4 separate regions of the Mus musculus genome follow, and regions 2, 3 and 4 are each linked to region 1. A link is a contact called in public HiChIP or PLAC-seq, Micro-C and promoter capture Hi-C data. All regions are on one chromosome and are shown on one strand. The core of a region is the stretch at or near the end of the contact, and the rest is flanking DNA. Distances in the headings are between cores, read along the strand shown. Region 1 holds the start of Sema3f (sema domain, immunoglobulin domain (Ig), short basic domain, secreted, (semaphorin) 3F). Region 2 holds the start of 4930447F24Rik (RIKEN cDNA 4930447F24 gene). Region 3 has its middle 21 kb from the start of 4930429P21Rik. Region 4 holds the start of Cacna2d2 (calcium channel, voltage-dependent, alpha 2/delta subunit 2).

The links. Promoter capture Hi-C pulls out the DNA fragments that hold promoters and counts their contacts. Hi-C and Micro-C count contacts between places; a contact is called where the count stands out from the background. HiChIP or PLAC-seq counts read pairs in DNA pulled down with a chosen protein or histone mark.
Region 2: a promoter capture Hi-C map of stem cell-derived epiblast-like cells shows a contact between it and region 1, with 2.7 times the contacts expected there. The contact joins the promoter of 4930447F24Rik here to the promoter of Sema3f in region 1. A contact is called at or near these places in 4 of 39 promoter capture datasets (embryonic stem cells, liver, pre-B cells and 1 more) and 1 of 115 datasets of contacts at active chromatin or transcription factors (pancreatic cancer cells).
Region 3: a Micro-C map of embryonic stem cells shows a contact between it and region 1, with 3 times the contacts expected there. The contact joins the enhancer-like site here to the promoter of Sema3f in region 1. A contact is called at or near these places in 1 of 39 promoter capture datasets (embryonic stem cells), 3 of 484 Hi-C or Micro-C datasets (the G1E-ER4 cell line and embryonic stem cells), 1 of 115 datasets of contacts at active chromatin or transcription factors (embryonic stem cells) and 1 of 9 other capture datasets (embryonic stem cells).
Region 4: a contact with region 1 is called in an H3K4me3 HiChIP or PLAC-seq map of embryonic stem cells, with 32 read pairs. The contact joins the promoter of Cacna2d2 here to the promoter of Sema3f in region 1. A contact is called at or near these places in 1 of 39 promoter capture datasets (embryonic stem cells), 4 of 484 Hi-C or Micro-C datasets (all in embryonic stem cells), 1 of 115 datasets of contacts at active chromatin or transcription factors (embryonic stem cells) and 1 of 9 other capture datasets (embryonic stem cells).

Annotation. Positions count from the first base shown.
Region 1 is chr9:107,705,458-107,713,038 of GRCm38.p6, reverse strand. It overlaps Sema3f (sema domain, immunoglobulin domain (Ig), short basic domain, secreted, (semaphorin) 3F), which reads left to right and starts at 3,077. Exons shown (of 18, transcript NM_001379496.1): 1 at 3,077-3,621; 2 at 7,448-7,581. The coding sequence starts at 7,497.
Region 2 is chr9:108,130,954-108,138,534 of GRCm38.p6, reverse strand. It overlaps 4930447F24Rik (RIKEN cDNA 4930447F24 gene), which reads right to left and starts at 4,817. Exons shown (of 3, transcript NR_126078.1): 1 at 4,745-4,817; 2 at 969-1,118; 3 at 1-871. The region is part of intron 2 of Bsn (bassoon); the gene reads left to right.
Region 3 is chr9:107,370,932-107,378,512 of GRCm38.p6, reverse strand. No RefSeq gene overlaps it. Among named protein-coding and RNA genes, the nearest start is that of 4930429P21Rik, 21 kb to the right of the region's middle. Within about 2 kb of position 2,837, at least 15 of the 459 cell types and tissues checked have an H3K27ac peak or open chromatin away from gene starts, as enhancers often do. A contact at or near this core is called in embryonic stem cells, where this site is marked.
Region 4 is chr9:107,396,946-107,404,526 of GRCm38.p6, reverse strand. It overlaps Cacna2d2 (calcium channel, voltage-dependent, alpha 2/delta subunit 2), which reads right to left and starts at 4,647. Exons shown (of 38, transcript NM_001174049.1): 1 at 4,244-4,647. The coding sequence starts at 4,458.

The sequences.
Region 1 (7,581 bases), core at 1,828-4,327:
TAGTACTTATTTTCTATAGACAGTATTTCATTCCGCAGCCCCTACCTCAGACTCTGACGCATTGGGATTATAGGATAGGCATGTGCTTCTGTGACCAGCTTAGTACTTGGGTATTGGGGGCTTTTTGTTTTCTCCTTTTCCTCTTCCTCCTTTTCCTTTAGGATTTTTGAAAGAGTCTCATGTAGCTCAGGTTAGCCTTCAACTTGCTATGTAGCTGAGGATGACCACAAATTGCAGATTATCCTGCCTCTACCTCCGAACTGCTCGGATTGTAGATGTATGCCACCATGCTTATAATTAAAAAAAAATTTTTTTTTTATGGGCTGGAGAGATGGTTCAGTGGTTAAGAGCACCGGCTGCTCTTCCAGAGTCCTGAGTTCAATTCCCAGCAACTACATGGTGGCTCACAACCATCTGTAATGGGGTCTGATGGCCTCTTCTGGTGTGTCTGAAAAGGGCAATGGTATACTCATTGACATAAAATAAACAAATCTTTTTTTTTAAATCTTTTTTTTCAAGATTTATTTATTATATGTAAGTACACTGTAGCTGTCTTCAGGCACACCAGAAGAGGGTGTCAGATCTCATTACGGGTGGTTGTGAGCCACCATGTGGTTGCTGGGATTTGAACTCGGGACCTTCGTAAGAGCAGTCAGTGCTCTTACCCACTGAGCCATCTCGCCAGCCCTAAACAAATCTTTTTAAAAAATGTTTTTTATTCATCCCTCTCCATCCACTTAGAGAGAACCTTAGAGTGACCTTCCACTCTACACACAGTCAGGTTCAATACTTGTTCCTCGCCCCTTTCCCATCATCCCATCACCTGAGGCCTTTGTGTGATAAACTGTTCTGTGTCTGAGCTGTTCCTCACACAAACAGATCAGTTGAGAGCAGTCCTTTCCAGCCCTGAACTTGGAGCTCTGCCACACCCTTACAATTCTGCCTTTGGGACTTTGCTGCTGCTACTGCTACTGGTGACAGAAGAGTTTCAAGGAGACAGGTGGGGGCTGTGGAAGAATGGAGGTCCTAGAAGCCATAGCAGTGGCAGTAACCATTTATGTATTTCAGTGTTTAAGTGCTCTGCCTGCATGTATGCCTGCATGACAGAAGAGGGCATCAGATGTGATTATAGATGGTTGTAGTTGCTGGGAATCGAACTCAGGACCTCTGGAAGAGAAGCAGCACTCTTTCTTAACCGCTGAGCCACTATCTTCCTAGTCCCTGGGATAGCCATGTAATCACAGTGAGGAGTCAGGGTAGGTCTAAGCGGCCCACCGTGTTGGTGTTGGTGTTGGTGCTGTGATGGCGATGGTAACCACAAAGATGTTCCTGGTGAGGATGAGGGAGGCGATTAGCAGTGATTGACTTGGTTCTGGCACTACACACCGAATACATGTGATGCACATGCCAAGCCTATGCTTTATCACGGAGCAATACCCTTAGCTCTGTCAGCATGCATGCATGTTTTGTTTGTCTGAGCAAACTGGATTTTACTGTATAGCCCTGGCTGGTTTAGAATTTGCCATGTAGACCAAACTGGCCTGGAACTCAGAGAAGGGCTTAGATTAAAAGCTAAAGGCATATGCCAGCTCACCTAGCCTCTTTCGAGAGAGACAGGGTTTCTCTGTGTCGCCCTGACTGTCCTGGAACTCACTTTGTAGACCAGGCTGGCCTCGAACTCAGAAATCCACCTGCCTCTGCCTCCCAAGTGCTGGGATTAAAGGTGTGCGCCACCACCGCCCGGCTTTGTTAATGTTTTGAGTGAAGTATGACATTAGGGAGAAGATCAGATCGGTGCTGTCCCTCACTACAGCAGGTAGACATTTCCTCACCTTAAACAGCCAGGCCCTCTTGGAAGCATAGGAAGTACCCCACTTGTGAGTCAGGTGACCCTCAGTAGTATCCCAGCAGCCCTCTGATACCCACCTAATGCACACAGTCAGCCAGCCAGTGGGTCAGAGGAAGAGTGGCTCTTCTGGGAGTTGTAGCCAGGAAAAGGAGAGGATGGAGGAAGAAGAAAAGAGAAATGGAAAAGGAAGACAGGAGGAAAGAGGGGTAGGAAGGGGAGGAAGAAGACAAATGGAGGACTGAGTGGGGAGAGAGCAGAAGGCAGAGAGAAAGAAAGGAGGAAGACAGAAGAGAAGGGAGAGAAGAGGAGGGAATAGGAGATGGAGGACAGGGAGGAAGCAGAGGACAAAGAGGGCCAAAGCCTCCTGGGACCACAGCAAGAGTGTATGGGGAAGGGCTGAGAAGTGGTTCTGGCTGATGAGGCCATGACCTTGGGGGATGGGCTGCTCAGAGGGACCCTTCCTGGGGTCAGGGGAGGCTCTTGCTCAATTGTTGAGATTTGAAAGCAAGTGCCCTTTTCATAGCAGAGGGGTGGGGGGTATGCCTTGAGTCGTCCTCCTGTCATCTGGGTTCTCTGGAATATGGCACTGTAAAGGGAAAGTCTGTGAGGACCGCTGGCTTGAAATGAGACTTACTGGTGTTTGAGGTGATCACTTGGAGCATTTGGCTAGCTGGACAGAGCTAGTGGCTGGGCTGCACCCACTTGACCTACTCTGGAGGTAGCCATCTGTCGGAAGGTCCAGAAGTGCCAACCGTCCCAAGGGCTGCACCGCCACCTGCTGAGAGGCCTGGGCCATCCCAGGTCCTTCGCCGCTGGGCCGTGGCTGGCAGCAAGTAGGAAGGAGGAACGCGGAAGGGGGCGCGCAGGTGAGTGCTAGCTGGTTGCTCCCCTGCGCTCCAGCCCTTCTCACCAGGGAGTTGAATGCCCGGGTAAACACCAGGCGCGATGTGCGCCGTGTATCCACGGAGAGACAAAGCCAGGGCGGGGCGGGGGCGCCGCCCGCGATGCCAGGGCGGGGGTGCAGGGTGCAGAGCAGTCTCCCCTGGCGCGGGTTGCCCACCGCCTGGGAACCCTGAGCCCTGCCCGCGGACAGGTGGAGCGGGGGCGGGGCGGTGGCCGGGAGGGTCCCGCCCCGGAGGTGGGGCCGGGCGGGCCCGGCGGGGCGGGGCCGTGCTATGCAAATGTCGCCCACGGGCGGCCAATTGCCTGCGCTCCGCGCGCGGCTCCGAGCGTCCCGTCCCGCCAGCGGCCTCGAGACCTGAGCAGCTAGGGAACAAACCGCAGCGGTCCAGGGAGCCCCGAGCGCAGCGTAGAGCCAGGGTACGCTTCGAGGACCCGCGCAGCCCCGCTCGGTCTCCGGGCCCTAGTCAGACAGCCAGGCAAGCGCAGCGCCACCCGGCCGAGCCCAGCGCAGCGCTCTGTAGCCTAGCGCGCGCCACCGCCCGCGCCCCGCACCGGGGAATGCGCCCTCGGCGCGCAGGCCAGGGGGCGCCCGCAGCCCGCCCCGGGGGAGGCGGCCCCGAGCGCCCCTGAGCCTTTCCATGGCCCGGGCTAGGGCCCGGGGCCTCGGCTGCTGACGTGCACGAAGCCAGGGGACCCAGTGAAGCCGAGTCCGCGGTGCGGATCCCGGCTCAGGCTAAGAGACAAGAGGGCGCGGACAGGGCCGTGGCCCGGGGGGGGGGCAGCTAAAGCGGACCGGCCGGACGCGAACCTCTCCGCTGCTGCGGCGGCCACCGCTGCCCGGGCGCCCAGGCCCCGCCGCCGTGGACGAGGTGAGTACGGAGAGAACACGACCTCCCGACCCCACTAGGATCCGCGGCACTGCAACTCCTTAGAAGTGCGCGAGGTCTGGCGAACCGTGGCACACTGTCTGCGGGTACCAGGCGACAGAACTAGGATGTGCTTCATACCTGTCCCGGCGTCCTGAACCTCCCCGGTTCCCGGGCGCTGTAAAGATGTGTGTGTGACTAGGTGATGTGGCCTGCGGGATCACTGGTGTGTGAATTAACTTTTTCCACCCCCGCAAGGTTTTGGGTGGGTACCCTTACCCTCGTTGAGTGGGAGTTCGGATCCTTCTGTTTTAGTCCTCTGCTGACGCCTGCACTCTTTCCCAAACGGCGCGTTTGCACTGCCACAGTGTCTCTAATCTGAAGACCAGGTCAGCCCCAGGGGAAGGTCTAAATTGGAAGCCCCCACGTGGAGGGTCGCCCGGAACCGCAAGACAAGGGGATCTGTTTCCAAATGGGCTTTTCTTTCAGCCATTTGCCGATCTCCTGGCCCCCAGCTGCCTCTCGGTCCTTCTCCGGTTCAGGGGTCTCGGTGTAAGTGAGGTGTTGTTAAGTTGGAAGAGCCTGGGGTCAAGCCCCAGTTTGAACCACGGACCCTAGTGGTGAAGTGGGCAAGGGACCATGGGGGGTGGCGGGTTGTCTAGAGCAGGTGAGGTAAGGAAAGTGTCAAGATGAAGAGTCCTTTGGAACTAAGGCTGGGGTCCCAGCCGGACCTATAACTCCTCATTCTTGAAATAGGTGCATTTTGCCACCAGACCATTAACATCTGGGGAGAGGACAGACTGAAGCCTCCCTGTGTCCACCGTGGAGCTGGGCCAGGTAGAAGGAGTCCTGTTTCCCCGAATTCACTCTTTCTCCAGTACCCGCTACCCTAGTTACAGATAGGGGAAAACTGGGCCCGGGGGTGGGATGGAGCCGGGGCTGCTTCTCCAGCTGCTCAGGGGGTGTGCCTGGACGCAGTGGACTATCTTGTCTGGGCCAAGCAAGAATGCAGTCAGATCTACCCCCACTGTTCCCCCGTAGTTCCAAAGGAGCCAGGCCCGGAAGTAGGAAGGTGGGGGGTTGGAGAGGCCAGAAGCCCAGCCTCAGCCCCCGCTACTCTGCGTACCTTGGGGGTGGGGATGGAGCCTGGCCCAGGTGACCTTGACTGGGAAACCCTGGCCACAAAAGGGGGTTTCGGTCCCAGCAGATCTGCTTCCTGGTCTATGAGGTGTTGGGGGAGGGGGAAGCTAAGGCTCCAGGAAGGAGTCTTGGGGTGTGTGTTGGGGGGGTGTTAGCTGATGAGCTGGTGGGGTGCTGTTAGTAATTTCCTCCGTGTTCCTCCACAGCCCTGTTCTTGCCTTGCCTCCCTTCAATTGAGGCAGTTCTCTGCTAGAGGAGCCAACCTTCCTCTGCTAAGACAGGCTCCCCCTGACACACACATACACGCACATAGACACACGCACTATGAGCTTGGGAGGTCTGGATCAGGCTGGACAATCTGACCACCTGGCCCCCTGTCCCGCCCCCAGGTGCCTCTGGACCCCTTCCTCCGTCCGCCCCTTTCCTGCACCCCTTGCCAGCCCCAGCTCCTCGTTTCTTTGTTCAGGCGCCTCTCCTCCGTCCCTCCCTCTCTCCTCCCTCTCTCCTCCTCCCGCCTGCTGCCTCCCTCCCTTGTTCCCTCCCGCCAGCTTTCTTCTCCTCCTTTTCGGGTTTTTCTCCTGGTGGGCTCCCAGGTGGCGGTGACTGTTCTTCTCCTGTCCACCTACTGGAGCTTGTTCTGACTTGGGGGCTTTAAGGGGACTGGGGTTGAATGGGAGGTATTCAGGGGCTAGCTGAAGGGAAGGGACTGTAGCCGCCCCCTCCCCTCTCTGTCCCTCCTTTCCTCTTCATCCTTCTTTTTCCTCTGTCCTCCAACCCTAGATTCCCAAAGAGGGGCCCTGGATTTGGTCTTGAGGCCCTAACAGACTTCGCCCCACCCCCATTTACTCCTTCAAGGGCCAGAGAATTGTGATGCTCCCTGTAGGAGCCTCATGGGGAAAGGTCCCCTACTTTCTTGGACACCTTGAGTGAGTCCGACACTGGCTTTGGTGACCCTGACCATGTCACTGTGAAAAATGGGTATGGAAGAAAAATGAGGTCATGGGGGTGGATTGTTGACATGAGCCCCCTGATCAAAGCTCTCAGGGACTCAGACCTTCTAGCTTCCTTGAGCCGCACCCCACTAGTAGGTCAAGTTCTTGAGCAAACTCATGCTTGTGAAGGCGTGCGTGGGCATGCAGGTGTGGATGTGTGGATGTAGATACAGGACTGTTCACGGGGGCCTCCTGGTGCACCCTTAGGGTGGATGGAAACTGCTTAGCCCTCTCCCCCTCCTGCCTCCGTGCCGGAGCCTGTCTTGAATTCCGTCGGCACTAGCTTTGTGCCCCCAGCCGATGGGGGAGGGGCCGGGCCTGCTCCTCCCCTCCCCCAGTCAGCCAGCCTCCCCGGGAGAGAGCATCTGGGATGGGGGGATCTTGGAGAAATGAGAGGTGTGCCAGGCACTCTGAGAGCACCGCTGGAGGAGTCGGCTGAAGCTGCACTTCCTGTCTGAGGAACCACCAAGTGGTTTTCCTTGGCCGGAGAGGCAGGGCTCCAGGGCTGGGGGCTGAGTCTGAGGAGGGCACTGGAGTCTAGGAGGCCCAGGTAGAGCCTAGGCCTTGTCTCAGCCCCGAAATCCCTGCTGGGGGAGTAACGAGTCGCATCCTAATGTACACATACCCTGATGTCCTGGAAATAGGTCTGTCATATTGCTTCCCATGGGAAAATGGGATAGACAGGGCAGATCTGGGGCCATGAGGCTGTTATCATTAATGCCCTCACCCCCAGTGCTTTCTGGGTGGGGGGTGGGAGTTGGCGCAGACTTGTATCAGGAGGGAGCAATATGTTACAACAACTGGTGCTGGGCTACGTTTACCCAACAGCCAGCCTGCCTGGGGAGACAATATTTGAAAAACACAGTATTAAAATGTGGACTTGCCAGGGATATGGGTGACTTTGAAGGGAGCAGTACATCTGGCATACACCCTATCACAGATCCTCTGGACATTCTAGCATCCTTTCTGACCCCTGAGCTGGTACTTTTTCATGGAGGAAGTCCTTCTACCTGTCTAACCTGAGTGCTTCCTGCTTCCTGCTTTTTTAGTTAATGTGAGTCCTGTTATTACCTGTCTGTTCCTTTTTGACCGATGGCATCCCTCCTGCTTTGGGCCATCTGTATGTCTCTTTCTTGCTCCCCATCTTCCCATAGTTACCCTCTACTCCAATATTAGGTACAGACTTTCCTTCTCTGGGAGGAGAGCATTTGCTCAAGCAGATCTGGACATGGGAGAGAGCAGCCACTCTGGAGGTTGTGGGCAAAATGTGGAAACTTGCTGTGAGCCACAGAGGGTTCCTGTTGTCTGTTCCAGCAGGGAATTGAGGGGAGGGACAGTAGGGGGTAAAACTTGGCTCTCTAGCTACTCCCCTCAATTCTGCTGCTCCCTGTGGACTTCAGGCTTCTTTGTGACACTTCCCCTGACAAAAGGAGGCAGAAGAATGAATGAATGAGCTTTGTCCTGAGCCGAGGGCTATGAGCATGGAGACTGCAACAGTCTGTTCAGGAAGGGAAACTGAGGCACAAGGGAAGGTAGGCAGGGTGCTGCACTCCCTCAGTCTCAGCCCTTAGGAGGCAAAGACCGAAGGATCATTGTAAGTTCAAGACCAGAAGGTTATACAGTGAGGAGACCCTGTCTCAAAATCAAAGGCTGCATACGGAAATGGCTCACACATTCCAACTTTGCTCTCTTCCCAGGTGTCCACAGAACTGGAGCCTGCTTCCTGGGCCCCAGGCCCCTCCCACGATGCTTGTCACTGCCTTCATCCTCTGGGCTTCCCTGCTGACCGGGGCCTGGCCTGCTACCCCTATCCAGGACCAGCTTCCAGCCA
Region 2 (7,581 bases), core at 3,568-6,067, 420 kb before region 1:
GGAGAGGGCAAAAGAAAAGGACACGATCTTCCAGTGGCTCCTCCAGTAGAGATGACCATACACTCCTCTGGGCTTGGGGCTGAGGGGTGGGAGGATGGGAGGAGAAGGCAAGCTTCCCTAGCTATGGGCCTGCCTCTCTCCTTGACAGTCCTGCAGAGAGACTCTCATAAGAGGACCAGATTTCTAGGAGGACCTGGGAACGCCTTCTAGCAGGGGTCTGGACAGCTCCTCTCTGGGTTCAGTTCCAGTTGTCTGGGCGTCTAAGGTGGTGGACTAGTCTGTCCTCCAATTTTGTGGTAGAGACCAGGCATTCACAAGGTATCCACGTCCTATTCTCCCAGCAAGCTATGCTACAGGACGATATTCATGAGTTTAGCCTCCTTTTGCCCCCAAAGAACTATGGATTCACATCGCCATCGTAGCTTTGTTCAGGATTTCTCTGTGTTGGAGGGGTTGCCTAACAGAGCTTTTGGGGGCTCCCATGTGTTAGCTAAGGGAAAGCCATACTTTTGAAATACAATGAATGGGTTTTCTGGCATCCTTGTATTCCTACAGGGTGACCCATAGAAGTCTCATCTTCTCCCCACAAAGACTCTGAATTGGACAGGACACCGGGTAGCCTCTGCAGGCAGCACTGGGATTCTCGGCAGCTGGAGTTGTTTGGACCGTGTGGGAGGGGGATAAGTGAGAATGACTGTTAGCAGGTCAGGGTCTATATATGCCAGCATGAGGTGCTGTGGGTGTGGGACGTGTGGTTTGCGAGAGGTACGTGCGAGATGCCGAGGCAGGAGGCGATGACTCAGTGCGTTTGGAGCTGCTCCTGGAATGTGGGGGCTTCCTGAGGAGGCGTGCACGCTCGTGATTACTGCATCTGTGATTAGAAACAGACCCAGCCCCGCGCCGATCAGTTAAGTAAGTGTTAGCTGTTCCATATTGGGAAAAGTGTGATCAAAAGAGGGGAAGCTCACCTGTTTGATCCTACCGCCTGAGAAGCCACAAGCTCCTGGCCTCCCGGGAGCAGGAAGACTTGGTGGATGGCCCATGTTTCTGTGGGATGGCCCCTCATCGTGAACCCCCTGGGTTCCCAACTCCATGAGATGCTCTCTTGTGCTGCAGCCCTAGGTGGGGTGGGTGAGAAGAAAGAACCGCACGTGGTGCGTATCCCAGCACCCCTTATGCCACAGCCTTAGCCACTTCCTCCAAGCCCAGAACCTTTAGAGAGATGGGAAGGGAGCCAGCCTTTAACTGTGCCTAGAAAAACAGCAGAGTAGGAGGACCTGGAGACTCTCAGTCCATCTGCCTCGTTGTGCTGGGCGGAAGCTGGGGCTCAGGGCCAGAAGGAAAGAGGGCCTCAAACTTACTGCAAATTGTCAGTATTTGGTGGAGAACAAACCTCTTGGCCAAATACTTCAAACCAATGCTGGGCTGGATGAGTCAAGTGGTCCTTTAGCACAAGCTTTTGGCATCCTTGGGGCATCCAGGGCTCTAAGACAGTGATGAAAGTTGGCAGCCTCTCCCAGGCTTGCTTCTACAGAGCATGGGTGGAGCTGCCAGTCCGCAACTCCCCACTGGAAAAATGCTGTCTTACTCTGTTCCACAGGCCCATGCCCAGCGACGGTCTATTCTGCTGGGGCCTCCAGATGAGATCTTTGCTTTCTTGGAGCTGGATTTCAGGGGTATTCCTGTCAAGGAAAGCTTAACCTTGGCACAGTTTCCTGAGGAGCGGCAAAGCACAATGGTCACATTGGTGTCATTGTCCTCTGTCACATGCTGAAAGCAGAGCCACCTCCTGGGTCATACCTTGATGTGAAGAGGAGACAACTCTGCAGGCTTTGCTCGCCCATCTGTTTCATCTTTCCTGGAAAACCACTCGTTTGCATACCTCTAACTCAGTCTAGGCTAGTCACTCCTCTGGAAAAAGGTCAAGTCTTTTTGGATTTTTTTTTTTTCAGTTCAGGGCAGGTAAAGAATTTCACCTGAGGGTTGGAGAGATGGCTTAACAGTTAAGAGTACTTCTGCTTGACACAAGAGCAGAGGGCCTGGGTTGTTCCAAGTACCCACAAGGCAGCTCACAACCATCTATAATTCCAGTTCCTAGGAAATCTGATGCCCTCTTCTGGCCTTCATGGGTATTGCGTATACATGGTGCACTGAAGTGCTTACAAGGAAAAAATGTGAAATAAAAATAAACCTTCAGGGCTGGTGAGATGGCTTAGTGAGTAAGAGTACTGACTGCTCTTCCAAAGGTCCTGAGTTCAAATCCCAGCAACCACATGGTGGCTCACAACCATCCATAATGAGATCTGATGCCCTCTTCTGGGGTATCTGAAGACAGCTACAGTGTACTTACATATAGTAAATAAATAAATGAAAAAAAATAAAAAAAAAATTAAAAAAAAAAAAAACCTTCAGCGGGGCGTGGTGGCGAAGCCTTTAATCCCAGCACTCGGGAGGCAGAGGCAGGCAGATTTCTGAGTTCGAGACCAGCCTGGTCTACATAGTGAGTTCCAGGACAGCCAGGGCTACACAGAGAAACCCTGTCTTGAAAAAAATTTTTTTTAAATTACAAAGATTTCACCTGTTAGGAACTCTGCCAAAAGACCATGTAGAGGGTTTCATTTTGGCATCAGTTCTGTTTTTACCACACATAAGAAACCCTTGCTCTGATATCACATTGGCAACCAGAGGCCAGAGACGCTAACATTCAGAGCCGGGGATGGGAAATGGGGAAGTGCTTCTCCTTGTCTTCTCTTCTCTCTTTCTTTCTCTTCTTCTTCTTCTTCTTCTTCTTCTTCTTCTTCTTCTTCTTCTCCTTCTTCTCCTTCTCCTTCTCCTTCTCCTTCTCCTTCTCCTTCTCCTTCTCCTTTTCCTTCTTCTCCTCCTCCTCCTTCTTCTCCTCCTTCTCCTCCTCTTCCTCCTCCTCTGTTCTTCTCCTACCAGGGGTGTGAGGGCTGCTAGCCCAAACCCAGACAGGGTTTCTCTGTTTTACCCTGGCTGGCCCAGAGATAGATTCACTTCAAACTCCACTTGAGAAAATTACCAGGCTGATGAGATGGCTCAGCAGGTAAAGCCACTTGATGCCAAGCCTGACAACTTGAGTTCAGCCCCCAGGAGCTGCATGGAGGAAGGGCAGAAATTGTTCTTTGATCTCCAAACACAAGCCATGACAACACACACACAAAGACACCACAGAGACAGACACACACATAGACACACATAAACACACATAAACACACACAGACACACACAAACACACACAGACAGACACAAATACAGACACAGACATACAGACAGACACACAGACAGACACACAGACAGATACACATACAGACACACATACATACACACACACATACACACAGAGAGACAGACAAACACACAGACACAGACAGACACACAGACACACATAAAGACACACACAGACACATACAGACACACATAGACAGACACACACATATACACATACACACAGACACATGCATACACACACACACACACACACACACACACACAGACACATAGACAGACACACATACACACAGACACACACACACACAGAGTAAACAAAGAAAACTGTTTGAAAATGTAAATAAAACACTAGAGGAAAGAGTATGGTCAGGACCTTATCTACTCCAGGCTTAGCCGTTGCTGAGGCAGAGGCAGAGGCAGAGGCAGAGAGGCAGAGAGGCAGAGAGGCAGAGAGGCAGAGAGGCAGAGAGGCAGAGAGGCAGAGAGGCAGAGAGGCAGAGAGGCAGAGAGGCAGAGAGGCAGAGAGGCAGAGAGAGAGGCAGAGAGAGAGGCAGAGAGAGAGGCAGAGAGAGAGGCAGAGAGAGAGGCAGAGAGAGAGGCAGAGAGGCAGAGAGAGAGGCAGAGAGGCAGAGAGGCAGAGAGGCAGAGAGGCAGAGAGGCAGAGAGGCAGAGAGGCAGAGAGGCAGAGAGGCAGAGAGGCAGAGAGGCAGAGAGGCAGAGAGGCAGAGAGGCAGAGAGGCAGAGAGGCAGAGAGGGAGGCAGAGAGGGAGAGAGGCAGAGAGGGAGAGAGGCAGAGAGGGAGAGAGGCAGAGAGGGAGAGAGGCAGAGAGGCAGAGAGGCAGAGAGAGAGGCAGAGAGGCAGAGAGAGAGGCAGAGAGGCAGAGAGAGAGGCAGAGAGGCAGAGAGAGAGGCAGAGAGGCAGAGAGAGAGGCAGAGAGGCAGAGAGAGAGGCAGAGAGGCAGAGAGAGAGGCAGAGAGGCAGAGAGAGAGGCAGAGAGGCAGAGAGAGAGGCAGAGAGGCAGAGAGGCAGAGAGAGAGGCAGAGAGGCAGAGAGGCAGAGAGGCAGGAGAGGCAGAGAGAGAGGCAGAGAGGCAGAGAGAGAGGCAGAGAGGCAGAGAGGCAGAGAGGCAGAGAGGCAGAGAGGCAGAGAGGCAGAGAGGCAGAGAGGCAGAGAGGCAGAGAGGCAGAGAGGCAGAGAGGCAGAGAGGCAGAGAGGCAGAGAGGCAGAGAGGCAGAGAGGCAGAGAGGCAGAGAGGCAGAGAGGCAGAGAGGCAGAGAGGCAGAGAGGCAGAGAGGCAGAGAGGCAGAGAGGCAGAGGCAGAGGCAGAGGCAGAGGCAGAGGCAGAGGCAGAGGCAGAGGCAGAGGCAGAGAGGCAGAGGCAGAGAGGCAGAGGCAGAGAGGCAGAGGCAGAGGCAGAGGCAGAGGCAGGCAGGCAGGTCTAACTTACTGCCCCCATCCTTAACCTCATGACAAGCCCTGGGCTTGGATGCTTACCGAAGGTGGGTTGTGCAAAGAAGGAAGGGAGCCAATGTAATGGTCTAAGCCTCTCCCTTTAATGTCTGCATCCCACTGCTTCCAGCAAAGGCCAGGACACCAGATGGCCTGGGGGTGGAGCTATGAGCAGCACAGAGTCCTCAGCCCTAGCCAGCAGCCTGTCCCCTTTCCTCTGCCCCATCCAGGCCACACTGCTGTTTGGGCCAGATTCAAATGAGGCACAGGTGTCCTAAAGGCATGGGATGAGGCCTCCTCCAGGAGGAGATGACTACAGTGCTTCCCTCTAACCCTAAATAAAGTGGAAGTGGACCTCCAGGCAGGCTGGGGCAGGAAAGGGATCTTAGCCACCATGTGCCTAGTCCTTAGGCCATTTGCCTTATAGAAGCCCCCCTGATTAAAAAATAACAGCAACAGCAAAACCATTCAGTCAACAGGGGAAAGTCCTCCAAGCTTCTAGGAGCTCTTAGGCAGCCAGCCCTGGTGTTAGAACGCGGCCCCAGGCTGCCTGTTTTCTGGAGACAGGGCCGACCTTAACTGTATCTGTAGGATGGAGAGCAGAGACACGGGAGAGACAAGAGTGCTGTTGCATGGGCTGTTTTGTGGCTGAGGCCATCAGGCATGGAGTGCTGGCACTGAAGAGCCTAGGCATCAACCAAACAGGAATGGGAAGGATCCAGAGCAGAACAATGCAGCTCACCACTAAATCATATATTGTTTTTTTTTAAAGATTTATTTATTTATTTATTTATTATATGTAAAGTACACTGTAGCTGTCTTCAGACGCACCAGAAGAGGGCATCGGATCTCATTACGGGTGGTTGTGAGCCACCATGTGGTTGCTGGGATTTGAACTTCCGACCTTCGGAAGAGCAGTCGGGTGCTCTTACCCACTGAGCCATCTCACCAGCCCTAAATCGTATATTGTTATATGTAAAGCCAAGTGAAACAGGACAGAGACAGTGGAGTAAAGACGGCCAAGAAAAGGGGGGATGAGATGGCTCAGTGGGTAAAGTTACTTGCTGCCAAACCTGATGGACCGAGTTCAACTCCCAGGACCTACAGGGTAGAAGAAAACTGGTTCTTGCAAAAGCTGTGATACATGCCCACACAGGCACACACAGACCCTCAAGTAGTCAGAGCAAACTTGCCAAAAAAAAAAAAAAAAAAAAAAAAAAAAAAAAAAAAAAAAAACCACACACACACACAACCAAGTTGGAGGGGACTGGAGTGATGGCTTTGTGGTTAAGAGCACTTGCTGCTCTTCCAGAGGACCAGGGTTCAGTTCTCAGTACTGGGATCGGGTGGCATAGCTGCCTGTAACTCCAGCTCCTGGAGATTCGATGCCCTCTTCTGCTCTCCACAAGTACTGTGCATGTGCACACACACATAAGAGTAAATAAAAAAAATTTCAAACAAGAAAAAGTGAGATCCTGACTCAAAAAGGTAAATAAACACAAAATCAAGCTAGGCACAGGATGCTCATCTTTAATCCCACCAGTCTCCAGGCAGAGGCAAGCAGATTTCTCAGTTCAAGACCAGCCTGGTCTACAAAGTTAGTGCCAGGACAGCCAGCGCTACCACAGAGAGAAACCCTATGTAAAAAGAGAAAAGGAAAGGAAAGGAAAGAAAGAAAGGAAAAGAAAAAACAAAATCAGAACAACAACAAAACCCCCAAATCTCCCAAATTTCACATATACATTTACATGATTATTATGTCTGTCTGTCTGTCTGCCTCTGTCTCTCTGTGTGTGTGTGTGTGTGTGTGTGTGTGTGTGTGTGTGTGTGTTTCTGGGATTCAACCCAGGGCCTAGGTAGTAGATACTAAGTATTTTGCTAATTAGTTACACTCCAAGCTCAAGATAAAATGATCTTTGTCAAGAAGTACAAGAACTTTGAATGGAGAAAGCCAAATGATGCTGGGAAGGTTGGGTCTCCACAAGCAGTAGAATAAAGCTGGACCCTTACAGCAGCCATACATAACCCTTAACCCAGAGTGAGCGAGACACTTACATATACAAGGTGACGCTGGAAAGCTCTTAAGAAGAAATACAGGACAAGCCCTTCCAACTTTGGACTTGCCTGTGGTTTCTTATCTTAGACACCAAAGGCACAGTCAATAGAGAGAAAGACAGATCAGACTGGATGAAAATTTAAGATGTTTGAGAGAAGGCTGGAGAGATGGGTCAGTGGTTAAGACTGCTCTTCCGAAGGTCCTGATTTCAATTCCCAGCAACCACATGGCGGCTCACAACCATCTGTAACGAGATCTGATGCCCTCTTCTGGAGTGTCTGAAGACAGCTACAATGTACTTTACATATAATAAATAAATAAATCTTTAAAAAAAAAAAAAAGGAAAAGATGTTTGAGAGAAAATAATTGCCAGACTTATACCTAGTAAGTAGTTGATATATCCAGAATATACAAGCAAACCCTACAATCCAACTAAAAGACACTAGGAGAGCAGTGGAGGAGCTCAGCTCTGTGACAGTAGCGTGTCCTTCTCAATACTGCATCATGGGAAAATATAAACCCACAGGAAAGTTGAAAGAATTGTATAAGGAAAACTCTCAGATCTGTTACCTGAATCTTTAATTAGCCTGTGACTCTCCTGGGGTTTTGTTGGGGGGGTGGGAGGTTGTTTTGTTGGTTTTGTCTGGTTTGGTTTGGTTTGGTTTGGTTTGGTTTGGTTTGGTTTGGTTTGGCTTGGCTTGGCTTGGCTTGGCTTTTTGGCTATTTGAGTCAGGATCTCACTATGTAGTCCTGACTGTCCTGGAACCACTCTGTAGACCAGGCTGATATCTGCCTACCTCTGCCTCCCAGTGCTGGGATTAAAGAC
Region 3 (7,581 bases), core at 1,588-4,087, 330 kb after region 1:
CAGTACACAAGAGGTGCCCAGGTGGGACTTTGCACTGACAAGCCAGGACCTTTCCTCCATCTCTGCTTACTGGAGGAGTCCTGGGCGTCTAGTGTTAAGGCACCCGGGTTAGCGCTGCACCCTGCCCAGCCGGCCGCGCTAAGTGAACATTCCTCCGCTCGGGGGAGTTTTATGGCTCGCCGTGCTTCCTCCGCAATGGCCTGTGCTGTTTACGAACCTCTCTCCGGCTTGGAAATAGACTGTCTTTCCTGAACGATTTTCTCTTTTCCCATTTACTAAACATTGATTTCCCCCCTCCTGCGCCTCTAATAGAGCAGAAACCAATACGTCTTTGTTTGCTTTGCTCGCGCGTTCCGTGCACAGGCGGCGGGGGGCACGGGCTGCTGCGGCAGGGCCAGGCGGCTGCTCCGCGCATGTGCGTCGGTCCAGGTGGTGCTGCCCTCCGCAGCAGCGAGCTCCAGCAGCACTGTCCGCTGCCCGCAGGGGGCCAAAGTCTGGGACACCGGAGTAGTGGGGAAGCAAATCCTTGGGTTAACAGAGCGGTAGAACCTGGGGCTTCCAGTCTTCTGGGACTGCTGTGGGAACCGTACCAGGTATACTAGGAAGGCAACCATAGCAGCAGTCTCTGAATTCTTCAGTTCTGCCTGCGATGCCATTAAGTGATGCCTCACCTCCTCCAGCGCAGCCTTTGAAGTCCATCGGTTTAGGATGAAGAGTGCACGAACACCGGGATGCTTTTAGTAGAGGCCAAGTTGGGGCCAGACGCGCATCTCTTCCCTCTTTGATGCTGTCAGCAAACTGTCAAACTACCTGCTCCAAAATGGGAGCCCCATCTCCCACCTTGGGGGGCTTGTCATGGAGGAGGGCTAGCATGACAGGCGATGTCTCTGCTCCACAGGCCTCTTACAGCTTGCTTGCTTTCTTTTCTTTTCTTTTTTTTTTCTTCTTTTTCTTTTGTTTGTTTGTTTGTTTTGGGGTTTTTTGTTTTGTTTTGTTTTGTTTTGTTTTTGTTTTGTTTTTTTCGAGACAGGGTTTCTCTTTATAGCCCTGACTGTCCTGGAATTCACTTTGTAGACCAGGCTGACCTCGAACTCAGAAATCCGACTGCCTCTGCTTCCCGAGTGCTGGGATTATCGGCTCTTTTACAGCTTTCTTCTCACAAAGGGTTGAGGTGGAGATGACCCTCTGACTGGAACACATACTTAGTCCTTAGTTGGGGAGGAAGAGTTCTGGCACATACCAGGGGAGTCTGGGATTGCCAGGAGTGAAGTCAGGGTTGGTCATTGCCCCTAGTTGAGCCTGAGTCCTCTGAAACAAGATGGTTTTAGGGATTAAACGTGGCCTTGCCCGTGCTCAGTAAAAGAGCCTTTCTAAGCTGAGTAACTAGACTCACTCCTCCAAAGCTCAGGAAGCTGAGGCAGGAGGATTGCTTCAGGCTTGAGGCCAGCCTGGGCTACAGTATGAGATTCTGTCTTAAAGCAAACAAATAAAACCAACCAAGGAAACACTAATAAAACACCTTTCCGTTCTGCCCCTTCTTGTCTTTCTGTAGCAGCACAGACCAAACAAGGTGAGTCTAACCTCAGCTACCAATGATTACAGCCAATCCTCTTTCCTATGCTGGCCACTGGTACGTCCTGCTTCATCTCCCCAACAGTAAGGAGGCCTCATAGACGAATCCCTATTAAATCAGAAGTCACTCTCATCCTTTGGACCTCAGAGTCCCCATTGGGAAAATGACTTTAGGGTCTGGGTAAATGCTGACATTTTGGACCAACACTGGGACTGCCCATCCCAAGCCCCAGGAGCCCCCACACTCTCCAGCATCCTCTGAACAGCCCCAGAAAGACTGCCACAATCGTGGGTTCAGTCTACCCTGCCTTTCTTAGCAATGAGTTCTGAGCGCATCCCATCTCTTTTGGGGGCTAGTGGATAGTCCCTGTTTTATGAATGTGCAGAAGCCCAATGGCATGTGAGAACTCAGCATCTACTGTCCAGTAAGGCCACCGCTAGGGGAAAGGATTGAATTTGCCCGGGCACTCTAGAACATTTATGATTAGGTTGGAGCAGAGGCACAAAGCGTTTGGGCAAACTAAGAGAAAAAAATCAGAATAGGAGACCAGATATAGATCATCCAGAGGAAAGCTGAGAACAGCTACTGGGTTGGAGACAGAGGGCACGGTTACAGTCGTATTATCGCTAAGTCTCAGAGGCCTAAGGCCCCAAGAAAGCAGGGTTAAGATGGCAGGTGGATGGGATATAGCTGTGTCCCTCAAGAGAACAAAAGCAGCTCTCACTGCACCCTGTATCCAGTGGATCCCCTCACTGTCTCTTAGGAGCCCCAGATCATTTCTAGGACTGAATGCTGGGTGCCCAGTGTATGTTTGGAGGATAGACTGGGCTCAAGCTCTATCACTGTACCAGTATGCAGATGTGTCGTGACCAGTAAGGACAGATACTGGTGGTCCTAGGCCCTGGCCATCGAAAGGGAGCTGGCTATAGCTACAGGCACCGAGAGCCTTACCCGGGAGAGGTCTGGACCAACAGGGAAAAAAGAGGGGTAGCAATAATTAAAAATTAAAAGCCAACACGACAGCAGTTTAAAAATGGAAAGAACAAGTAAAAACAATTAGCAGAGATGAGCAACCAGGCAAGCGCCATACAAATGGAACCAATCACAAAGCACTAATGATACCAGGAAACCCAATTTTTACAGTGTCAGGCTTGTGTGATTGAAGTACCAAGCCTACTTCTCTGAAACAAGCTGCGTGCTTGTCTGAGGGTGGGAGGGTTTTTGTCTCCTCCCCGCAACTCAGACAAACCTGAGTGGCTAGGTCAGAGGGCAGCAGCTGGTGGGAGGGGCTTGTAGTCCTGGTGATGGTGTGAGTGGCTGGAGAAGATAGGTTGGGAAACTGAGCAAGGGCCAAAGTGGGGCAGATATATGCCCCCTCAGTGTCCCCATCAGCAACAGCAGTGGTGGCAGGGCCACAGTCACGCAGTCACACACACTTGGTTGCCGCGGAGACCAGGGGACCCTCCTGGCAGAGGGAGGCTGAGGCAGTTTGAGTAATGGCGGAGAACGCTGCCGCTGATGGGGAAAAATACATCTTCATAACAGGGTGAACCTTTTGGAAAATGGAATAAGTAAAATAATTGAGAGAAAGAAAATTGAGTTTTTATTGCTTTTTAAGTGTTTAAGTGGAGGTTTCATTTAAGGAAATTATTGTTGCTTTTATTTTTAGCCACTGGTAGGGTGGGGAGGGGTTGGCCTAGGGTGGGGCTCTTGTTTCCTGCACCTCTTCCTGGTAGCCATAGGGTACCCACATTTCATAGACGGGAGAAGAAGAACCCTAGTTGAGAATCTGAAACAGTTGGGGGCCTATGCGGATGCCATCAAGTCTTCTGGACCCTCAGCTGCAGGCTGACTGGGTCCCGTTCTAGCCCCGTTCTTACCCTTTGGTCTTTGCCTCTCCAGCCCTTGCTGCCTTATATAGGGATCCTTGCTGCCTGTCTGGGATGAACCCCATCTCACCTTGAGCTGCTCATTTGACCCTCCCCTAATTTCCTGTCTCCTCCTACCTGTTCCGCACATCTCCTTTCCTTATCCTGCATGCAGGGCAGGGAGGAGCTCAACAAACATTTGTTGAGAGACGCCCTTCCTTCACTGGGTGGTGGGGGATGGGTGATCGCCCTCAGTCTACATACCTGAGATGCTGACTGAGCGCCACAGCGCCTCCTGCCGACCTGGGTTTCTGCCTGGCTTGGCTTTGTCCTTTCTGCGCCCCAGAAATGGCTCAAGTCCCAAAGACCACACTTGGAAGATCACACACTGGACAAGCTTTGCCCTCCAGACTTCACAGTTCTTCTCTGTGCAGCGTTTGGCACCACTCAGGGCCATTTATGAACCAATTCTTGTATCGCTTTCTGTTACCTGAGGTTAGCTTCACCAGCTGTCCCTGACCACGCCCACTTTATCCACCTTTGCTCCATTCAACCCGAATCCCTTTACTCCACATCCCGTGGTCTAGGGCATCCCAGTCCCCTCCTCTGCAGCTTCTTTCCTGGACAACCTTACATTTCTGTCAGTTCTCGTGCACTCGCTTTTCCGATCCCCTCCGCTCCACCTAAGCAAGCCTACAGTGCAGTCCATGAGACTCAAGGTAAGATTCTGACCCGAGTTATTTCAGCCAAAAGTGGAATTGATTGAAACAAGTAACTGGAATCTGTATCCAGATTATCACAACCTACTCGGCCTTCACTTCTCTGATTTCTTCTTTTTATTTTCTTTAAAGATTTATCTTTATTTGTGAGTCCGTAAAATACAGATTTCTGATTGCCCTGGAACTGCGGTTACAGAACTGCCTGGTATAGGTCCTACATGGTCTTTTAACTACTTTGTTTATTTGTTTGTTTAAGGCTTTGTTTTTGTTTGCTCAACACAGGCTTTTGCTGTGTAGCTCAAGCTATCTCAAACTCGTGAACCCCCTGTCTCAGCTTTTCTAGTGCCGAGATCACAGGCATGCCCTATTACTTTCTGTTAGCCTCTCTGCTAATACTACAGTGTAAACTCCATGGCCACCCTAGCCTGTGGCCTCACACCCATCCCTGGGTCCTGATGCATACACGTTGTTTTCTCAGGGGCACCCTGGTCTGTCTCCCCGAGGGGTACTTAACCTGGCTGTGCCTGAACACATAGGAACCTGCAGTTCAGGGTCTGTCCCCAGGGAGGCCTACAAAATGTTCCTGGCACCCTGTTGTTCCTAGGACCAATCCAACAGGCTCTCTCCACCCTGCTACACTAACTACTCCATCTCCAACCATGTGTCCCAGCCTTGGCCTCTAAGCACAGGCGAGGTTCATCTCGACAGGGTGTTCTCTTCAGCCTTGTACTGTGGTCCTGCTGTCCTCAGTACCTGAGTGGCTTCTCTCTCCAAACTCTCCTCTAGTTAATTCCCTTACTCAAACTGTAGCTCAGAGACCACCATCTGTAGTGGTGAAGTATTCTGTGAGCCCTTTACCTGGCCTGCCTCCTTACCTTCCCTCTGCCATAGAAGACTTGTGTGTGTGTGTGTGTGTGTGTGTGTGTGTGTGTGTGTGTAAGATCTTTTTCTCCAGTGGAACACAGCCCAGACAAGGGCAGCCTATGTATGACTGCTCAAGTCTTCTGATCACATGCAGCATGTGCAGCTCTGAGTCTGATCATCAGAGTATGGTCTTACAGTGAGTTATGGCTTTCCAGTGGTGAGGTCAGCAAATCTTCTCATATATGTCATAGGACAGGATCAATTAAAAGAAGACTTCCCTGGGGCTAGTGAGATGGCTTAGTGGTTAAGAGCACCAATTGCTCTTCTAGAGGTCCTGAGTTCAATTCCCAGCAACCACATGGTGGCTCACAACCATCTGTAATGGAATCTGATGTCCTCTTCTGGTGTGTGCCTGAAGACAGCTACCATGTACTCATATAAATAAAATAAATATATCTTTAAAAAAAAAAAAGACTTCCCAGGACTCCCCCTCCTCCACAGAGCCAACAGGACAGACTCACACCTGCTAAAAGAACCAAACTTCAAGCTATTCTAGGAAAAAGCTGGGTACTGCACTCATCCTGTCTCATACAATAGGAGAGGCCTCAACAAGCTGAGGAGACTGAGGCCCTCCTCCTGCTGGCTGCATCCTTCCCAGTCTGTCCACACACAGTCCCACCTTGGTCTCCTGGTCACAAAGTCTTTCCTCTCAGGAGTGCTTCTGCAGTGTAGCATCCTGGCCAAGCACCACGACCCCCACCCCCTCCACACACACACGGGCTTCCCTGTTTCTGTCTCAGTTCCTCACACACCAGTCTCCTCTGGCCACACGATGCATACAGCTGCTCTCCTCCAAGAAACTAAATTGACTCAATCTGCTGTGTCATTACCCTGTGTGTGCACATTACCCACACAGCCTGCCAGCAGAGGTGGGTAAGGCCATGGGCAGAAGGGCAGCTGGGGTGCCTTAGTAGCTTGGTGAGTCCTTGCAGAAGGGTTTCTCAGAGGGGATGGGAGTGTGTGTACAATCACACACGAATACACACAACCTCACACCTCCTTGTGTTTCCATAGTACAGCACTTGTGCAGACACATCCCACATAGTTAGCCTTGCATGCACATGTACACACACACACACACACACACACACACACACACACACACACACACACAGAGTCTCCCACGAGGTCCCACCCACATCCATACCTGCTGATATGTTCCCAGCTGTAGCTGGCAGCTATTATTAGCCATCAGAGTCCTAGGCCTAGCATTAGAGGCCCCTATAATCAGGTTTCAACAGACCCTTTCAGCCACTCTGTTTGAGGGATCCCTCGACACAGGAGACATGGGAATAAGGATGAGGTTGGAGGTGGGGAGTCAGGGGCTGGGCAGAGACAGGAGGTTCTCTGTTTCTGTCCACCAGTCTGTCTGTGGGTGGGGGAAATATGTTGGCTGTTTTGGGGGGGTCCTCAGAGCAGATTCTCAGAGTTCCCCCTCTTTAGCATCTCTGAACCTGCCAGGGTATACAGAGCTAAGAGGCTTTGCACTTGAACATCATTGACTCTTTTCTGTTGCCCTGACTTAGGTGGTACCTGGACTCTGATCCAAGACAGCAGAGAAGGGAAGTGCAGAGAGAACATTTCCTGGAGATGGTGAACTCAGAGGAAAGTGACCCTTTCCTGAGCAACTCCTGGTCATTGGACCCTCATTGTTGCCCTTGGCTCTTCCCATAATCTTTCCAACAGTCCTTCCCTGCTCTCCCATCCCCCACTGTCCTCTCCTTAGAGATCAGGAGTTAGCGCCATGCTCCTCACAGAGGTGGGAAGGTCCCTCTTTGGTGAGCTCTGGTTGTTTCTGAGAGGTCAGGGGTGTACCTGAGGCCACTCTTTTGGAGACAGGAACTCATTGTCATCCTCCAGTCCTGACACTCCTTGGTCTTGCCTCCTGCCTTCTACAGACACTCCCCTCCAGGTAGCTGCCAGGGTCCTCACCTGCTCTGTGGCAGAGACATACCTCAGATAAGGAAAGTTAAGACTTGGGGACTTGCCGGGCAGTGGTGGCGCATGCCTTTAATCCCAGTACTTGGGAGGCAGAGGCAGGTGGATTTCTGAGTTCGAGGCCAGCCTGGTCTACAGAGTGAGTTCTAGGACAGCCAGGGCTACACAGAGAAACCCTGTCTCAAGCCCCCCCACCCCAAAAAAGAACCTTGGGGACTTATAACGACTTACAATGACTTGTAAGGACTTGTTGGAAACACGGAGGCAGGACTTGACCTTGAGGTAGGTCACCAGCTGGGCCAGGCTGACAACCCACTCCCTCCACTGTTGTCCTTGGAAGGCTAAGGGAAAAAAAAAGTACATGGTGGCTCTAAGCACAGCCACACATAGAACCCTCAGGGTGTGGGGTGCAGTGGCATTTATAGCTGCTGTCAGAATATGGCACCTGGAGGTCACTGTGACCAGCTAGGGCCTCTGTTCTTCTGCTTCCATCTTTCTCCTCTGGGAAGGGTCATAAACCAATTTCCTGTTTTCCCAAAGCTGGTCATAAAACCTAGAG
Region 4 (7,581 bases), core at 3,398-5,897, 310 kb after region 1:
ACTTGGGTCTTTAGCTCCTCTCCTTACCTCCCCTGGGTTCCCATCCCAGCATCCCCTTGGGGTTGACAGAACATCGCCCTTCAGTCCTTTTAGGAAATGTGGGCTTTGGGTGGTCCTTCTCTCTGTGCGGCTCAGTACCCCAGGCTGGGGATTCTGAGGACACGCTGGTAGTACAGGCAAGCAGCCCATCTTGGGCTCAGTGAGGGGAATCCACCCTGAGCCTCATAGCATCCTCCCCCACCGGTCACCAAGGACAGTTGGACATGGAGGGTGGTGGTGAATAGAGACAGGAAGAAAGTCAGACTCAGGCATGGTGACACACACTTTAATCCCAGTACTCAAAGGTCTACATATGTACTGGTCTATAGAGTGAGACCTTGTCTCAATAAATAAATAAATAAATAAATAAATAAATAAATAAATAAATAAATCTAATTAAAAAATAGTTAAGGGGGGCACTGTAAATGACAGCTAAGGTTCTGCAGCCTTGGCTTGTGAACTTGATGCAGAGATAAACAGTCACTGCCTTGCTGCCCAAGAAAGTTGAGTTGTAGCTGCCCACTGGAGGCCGCCCTTCCCCCACTGGCTCTCCCCACTAGCCTCTTAAGATTGTATTATTTCGGTATGGAAAATCAAGGCAAGGTCATCTCAAAAGATGACCAAAATGGAGCATGCAAGGCTTATTTATCCTTGACACCCAGCCCGCCTCCAAACTGTGTCCTCCAAGAAGCTGACAGGAACCACTGGATGCCTGTGAGGCACTGGGAGCTGGTAGCATCCACCTCCATTCAAGTGGAGTGGAGAAGGAGACGCTGACTGCTGAAGGGCTCACTTGATCTACTTGTGGTGCCCGCTTTACTTTGGAGTCAGTGTCTCCCCAGAGACGTCTGTGGTGAGGAATCTGGAAGAAGATTCCTCAGACTATGAAGATACCCACTTTAAAGTGGGCCTCTTCCCTTCTCAGGAGATTAGCCCGACATTTCTAGCCAGGAGGAGTAGCCTGATAAGAGGGCAGAAAGACCAAAGGTCTCCCCCAAATTCTCAACCCCAGGAGGGGGTGCAGGCACCTGGCAGTGGTGCATTCTATCGACAGCAGACCTGGAAGCCTCACCCCTCCCTCCTGAGAAAGCTGCGGCAGGTTGTTAGAAGGATGGGGGGGGGGGATCCACACATGTAATATTGCCTCCCACCAACAGGGAGAGCCACAGAGAGATGGAGACTTATTCAGAGGCCCAGACAGACACGCGTCACCCACCATTAACCGTAGCTAGACTGACGCATGCCCTGTCACAGCGCTGCTCCTCATTTGCCCACCCAGAAGAGAAGCACTTATGTACTCTGACAGACATTCATTTGTTAGGGGTGCAAGCCTCTGTGGGGGGGGCCCTCACTGCTCCCCAACCATGCCAGAGGAAGGGAGGCACCAAACCTATCACTTCACTAGAGAAGAGCTAGGTGAAGAGGTGCAGCCAGGCGGGTACTCTAATCAGCACTTAACCATTACTCTACTAAGCAGGGGACAGAGAACCCAGGGATAGCACAGGACTGGGTACAGGAACCCAACAGAAAGGACAAAAAGGCAAGCAGGCCAGGTTAGGTACAGAGTGGTAAGAGGAGGTAAGACGAGAAGGGGGGGAACCCCATAGCTGGAGTGTGGGGCAACAAAGAGAGACAGAATACATCAGGGCCATTAGCAGCAAGAACTGCCTCTCAGCCAGCAGCACTGGCTGGCCTGACCACTGGGGTGGGTGTAAATGGGAACAGAACGAAGCAGGTAAAAGGGAGTGTGCGCTACGCTAGGGCTCCATCCTCCGAGACAGGAGACTATACACACCCATGCATGACACATGCATCTGAAACCCCCATGCGGATCCAGGTAGGGTGAGAGAGGCCCCTCTTCCTAAAACCAAAGTCCCCGTCCTCCCTCCAGTGCTAACTCCTCTGCCCTTTGCAATCTAATGGCTTGGTTCATTTCACCCGATAGCAGACAGCCACGCTGCCAGAGCGATCACAGGGATAACGGCCACCAGATCCTAAACCCGCATTTGATTAAAACCGAGCAGTTTGAGAAGCTGAGCTCCCTTCCCACGGCACCACACTCAGGAGAGTATACTTAATCACTGAGAGCCCTCCCCATGGAAGGCTTGCTACCCCGGGACCATGAGGCTGACAGTCCTACTTTCCATCTTGAAAATCCACCTGTATCAGTGTCCTCCTAGCCTGGCTACTCTGGTCCAAGAAAAGGCTAAGGGGTGCCACTCAGCCCTGAGCAGCCCATAGAGAGAGCCCTGTGGCCCTGGCAGCAGCCCCAGCCTTTTATGCCAGTTTAACAAAAGCCCTAACCCAGAACCAGCGCAGTCATTGGGAGGGGTCTACAAGAGTCCCCTTCCTCCCTCCAAGGATCAATAGAGATCTGCATTCATGGGACCAGGGCAGCTGAAGGGCGCTGCCTGTCATGGCAAATCCTCCTGGATGTCACACATTTGTCAGCTAGACCCAAGAGCCTCAGCCCCTCTCTCATCCCCCTAATTATGGTTTGCAAGGCATGTCCCAAACCCTCAAATTAACTCCAAGTACATCAACAAGGGAAGAGTGTCCAGCTGGAAATGTGCGGCTGTAGTCACACCCACCTAACATCTTCTGGCTAAGAGCAGAGGGACAGGTGTACCCTGTGAACGGGGTCTGACATTGTCCTAAGGGAGACAGTGTACGCGCAGGAAAGAGGAGAGAAAGAGATAACTACTTAAACCTTCACTGGAGGGACTGGGAAATGGCTAGGAAAGAAAAAAAATGGCTTGGCTTTGAGAAAAAAAAAAAGAACAATAAAAAACATGCTTTTGCTCTTTCTAAACATTATAGTTTCGATCCAGTCTCATCGCAGCAAATGAAAGACAATACCACGACCCACCAACCCTTGAACTTCCCCGCACCACCCCCCATCCACTCATGAAAAATCCAGACAGCTGACAGAGGACACGTCCGTGCGGCACCTGTAATTTGCCAACTGATCACCCTCCTGGACACGGCCGGGCTGTGTGAGGAGAGTGATGATAAGGGAGAGGACAGGGAGACTGAGTCCGAGCCCTGCTTCATCTGAGTTTGTTTTCTCCTCATCTGAGAGAACCTACCAGCTGAAGTAGACAGGCTCTGTGGCAGAGCCGGGGTCTCCTACCCAAGGGCAGAACTGCTCTTGTGACGCAGACTAGTCAGGCTCTTTTCTGGGGCCAGACCCTTCCCTCTCATGCCCAAACCTAGGCCAGGACATTCGTGAAGGAGTCTGGGGACAGGTGGCTCCTTAAAGCTGAGGACAGGAAACAGAAGCACGGTGGTTGCCATGCCCCAAAGGGTGTCTGGACACTGACATATGGCTAAGGCACGGTGTCAAGAAACAGATGTTGTCCTAAAGGCCACATGCAGAATACCCACTCCTTATCCAGACACATCTGCCCGACTCTACCAGATCTTGGGGAAGGTGAAGAGGCTCAGACTGACCATAATAACCACTAGCAAGAGCTGGCAGAACCTGGAAATGCTATTACCCAGTTGGTAGCAGGAGCGACAGTGTCAGCATCAGGAGCAGGCAGGGGTCCTCCCTGTCATTCACCTTCTGACCCAACCCCAGCACCTTTACCTCCTTATTGAGCTATCCAGGGACGTCCCCTCAGGTGGGCGATCAAGAACAGGTGACATTGACCGAAGCAAGAAGGCGCTGGCACCCTCTGCATCCAGTATCGCTCCCCCCCCCCAAGGAAAAGGCCCAAGAAGACAGGTGTGGATGTAACCCCACGTCTGACTCTAAAGCGCCAGGTTCCCACCAGGGATAAAACACTGGGCAGATGCCTGGCTCCAAGTCTACCGGGCAGGGGTCGTTGGCCATTCTCTCGACCAACCTCAGGCTCCTCTATCACCGGACAGTGGCAGGAGTATAAACTGGCAGACTCGACCCCCACCCCATCCCTAAGCTTGAAGATGTTTTGCTCTGTCCCGTTGCAGGGGGTGGGGTGGGGGCGGTCTATGGGAAGCAGGGCACCGCAAGGAAGTTTCGCGACGCAGCCAGAAGCTCCGGGACCCTGGCTGCCAGCCCACGGGGGTTTGTAGCCGACACCCTCACTTGCAGCATGCCATGGGAACCAGAGCCCCCGCCCCGACACCCGGAGTGGAGAGTGGAGGGGCAGACGCGGGCTGAGGGGCGCAAGGGAGCGCGGGGCTCTGCGGGGTCCCGCGGCCGGCTGAGGCCACTTACGTGTGCTGCTGGGGGAAGCTGTAGGCAGAGGCGCCGGGGGCGGTGAGCAGCGGTAAAAGCAACAGAGGCGGCAGCAAGAGCAAGAGCGGGCGTGCGGGCCCGGACGCTGGGCCCCGGGGGTCAGGGCAGGGCCGGGGGCCGCGACCGGGCCAGGGGCGAGCGGTCCGCACCGGGCCGGGCCAAGAAGCGCCGCAGGTCCGAGCCGGCACCGCCATGTTTCCATTCAAGATGCGGCGCCGCGGGGAGGGAGGGGGGACGGCGGCGGCGGGATGGAGGTGGGGGGGCGCGGGCGGCGGGCGGAAAGCCGGCCTCTTCTCCACCTCCTTCTCCGCGCGGGGCCTCCGGGGCTGCACTGGCCGCAGCGCCTCTGCGGGCTGCGCGCAGCGATCTCCCCGCCGCGCTGGCTCCAAGCGCTTTGAGCGCCTGGCCCGGGACCTGCGCTCAAATAGCGGCCGCCGCCAACCTGCCGGCGCCGCCCTCCCCTGTCGCTCCCTCCCTCATTCCCTCCCTCCCTCTCCTTGGCCGGCCCGCCTCCGCGCGCCCCCGCCGCGGTCACGCGCCCGCCTGTGCCCGCGCGCCCCTCGTCCCCGTTCACCCCGGAGCCTGCCCTACTGGCTCGCGCAAACCGATCCGAATCCAAGCTCGCGAGTCCTGAGCCCCAGCCGTGGTCCCAGCGCCCAGTGCACGTCCCCGCCCCCACACCTCAGACCGGGGGACTCCTCTTGGCCCTGCGAGTGGGAACTCTCCCTAGGCAGTTGCACATATGACCCTTCTGGGACTCGACCTTCAACAGGCTTAAGGCCTGGAGTCACAGGTTTAAATGGTGGAATGGCAGGCTTCTGCAGACTACAGAGGAGAATGGCAGTCCTGTCACACCCACAGAAGAAGCTCCAGCTACCTCAAGATTTCTTTCTGTGGGGATCGGGGTGAGGGGGTTGGGGGCGTGGGGGGGGCAGCCCTTGGCAGAAAAACGGATCTTGGTTCTCCTAGTTCCTTGGAAGAGAGTCCAGCGGCACAGATGTGGGGACTGAAGGAAGCGGGATACCTCAGCTCTTGCTTTGCTCCACTTTACTGTCCAGACAACACGGGCCACGGAGCCCAAGCCTCCGCTCCCTGGACTTGCACAGCTTCGGGTCAGACTCGTCTAGAGGCAGGAAGCTCAGTCTAGCATAAACCACTCACTTTTGTCCTGGTGGGACCTGGCATCTTCCTGCTGTAGTTACAACAATGAGCTGTGTGTAACATTCAGCGTGTGGGCCACCTTCTCAGAGCCTTCCCTTTTCATAGGAATACCCCTGTAAGGCTGCAGTGCCATTTCCAGGATGCAGTGAGAAAGGGGTTGAATGTCTGGTAGCAGAAGCACTCACAGTTTCGAAGAGCATTCCAAGGACCTGCTCAGGTTGGCCCTTGAGCCCCACTTTGCCAGCCCCCAACGCTGACCCACAGTGGTGAGAATGCTCCCTGCCACCCTGCCACAGGACCCCCTTTGGCTGCCCACAGACTCTGCCAAACAAGACACTAAGGGCTTATTAACTGGTTGGTGGCTCAGTTCAGAGATGTCCAAGGACTCTCATCCCATGCCTGGGTAGGTCACCCAACATCTACTCACAACCGACTTTCCAGAGAGAGGAGAGAACAGTAGCCTCTGGGCCAAGGGGTACAGAAGTGATATAGACTCAGACAACCTTTCCTGACTTTCAACTCTGCTGTGGGCTTCCCATCTTTCCCCACTCCTAAAAATAAAGGCTTGACAAGAGCACATCTTCCTCTTCTCTAGATCTGAGTGAAGTTTCCCGGGCCAGATTCAGTATATTATACTGAACACTATAAGGGTCTATCAGCGATATCAAAAAGGGCCCTCAGTTCTACACTCCAAATAGTTTCTGGGACTTGGTGGTCTGGAAGGGCCTAGAGAACAATGGGAGGCCACATCAGGCCAGCTCTACAGGGAGGCAAGCAGGGGTGTCACTGAGCCAGATGTGTGACTATGTCGAATACCCACCGCTCCTTGTCCCCAGATCTGGACAGAACAGTTCATCACCAGGACAGATAAAGAGAGTGTCCTGCACTGGAGAGTCAGTAAGTTTGGGCTGAGCAGTCCTCTCCTGTCCTGCTGACACCTGTCTCTAACATCTGCATCCCTCATGTGCAGGCAGGACTGGCCTGAGATGTCCGCAGCTCCTTCTGGGTGGGTGGGTACTTTCCCAAGGCAGACTGCAATGTCCTGACACATGTCAGAGACAGGCTGGCTGACCTTTGATACAAAGATGCCAGTGCTATCCTTGGAGAGCACCCAGGCCATCAAGCACCTGGGGCCAGTCAGTTCGGCAGTGAGCGTTGGAGGTTGAGCGTCTCCATCCCAGCCTCCGCAGATGTGCACCTAATTGAGGCCGCTAGCGCCGAGGGAAAGGCGGGAGATTTTGGTTGACAGGCTGTTAAAGGAAGACAAATAAGGAGGGGAGGTAATTAAGAGTAAATGGGTAGTAAGAGTTTACACATTCCAACTTTGGAGGCTCACAGTATCCTCAGCCTCTTGGCAGCTGGCTCCAGCTGCAGGTTAAGGTCTCGGGAGGGGAAATTGTGGCCTACCAGAGAATAAGATGCCCACAGCAGGCAGATAGGTTCAGCAGGAAACGGCTAATACCACCCACCTGGCCAAGGTGTCTGTCCTGAGTGATGGTGGCATGGCAGGGGCATGTAACATTGCAGTCAGCAGAAAGGAACCCATCCTTGCAGGGGACCTGGTAGGAGCCATCTCCATGTGTAAGCCTACAGGACATCAGCTCAGTATCCAGAGAGGCTGACAGAGCTTTATGGAGAACCTACTATGTGCTAAGAAGGTCCTGGGCTCAGCCATACTACCCAAGGGAAGAGGGAGCCTATCAGGAACGTTTATCATGCCAGGGCAGCAAGATCCCCACCCTACTCAAGCCTGAGGGCTGGACAGCAACCTGTTCAATGGAAACCCTTGCCCTGTGGCCTTACTCCTGCAGTTTCTTCTCCCTGGGGCCTGCTCCTTTTTCTCTACCATTTGGACCCAGGATGCGCATGAGCCCATCAAATGCTCATACCAAGAAGGGCCTAAAAAAGCCTCTCCACAATTGCATGGGCCTCTCTATCTCTCCTGCTCCCTCTACAGTCACACATACCTACAGTGGCTTCTGCCTTGGGGTCAGAAACACACCTATAGTCCTTACTCAGGTCCTATATAGGATAGAGTATGGCCGTTTCAGACAGCAAAGACATTTTGGGATAACAAATCAAACAGGTGGCAGGTTAAGGAGCCTGAGAGCTATGCTCGGGAAGAGTATCTGACCTGGGAATGAGACAGATCAATG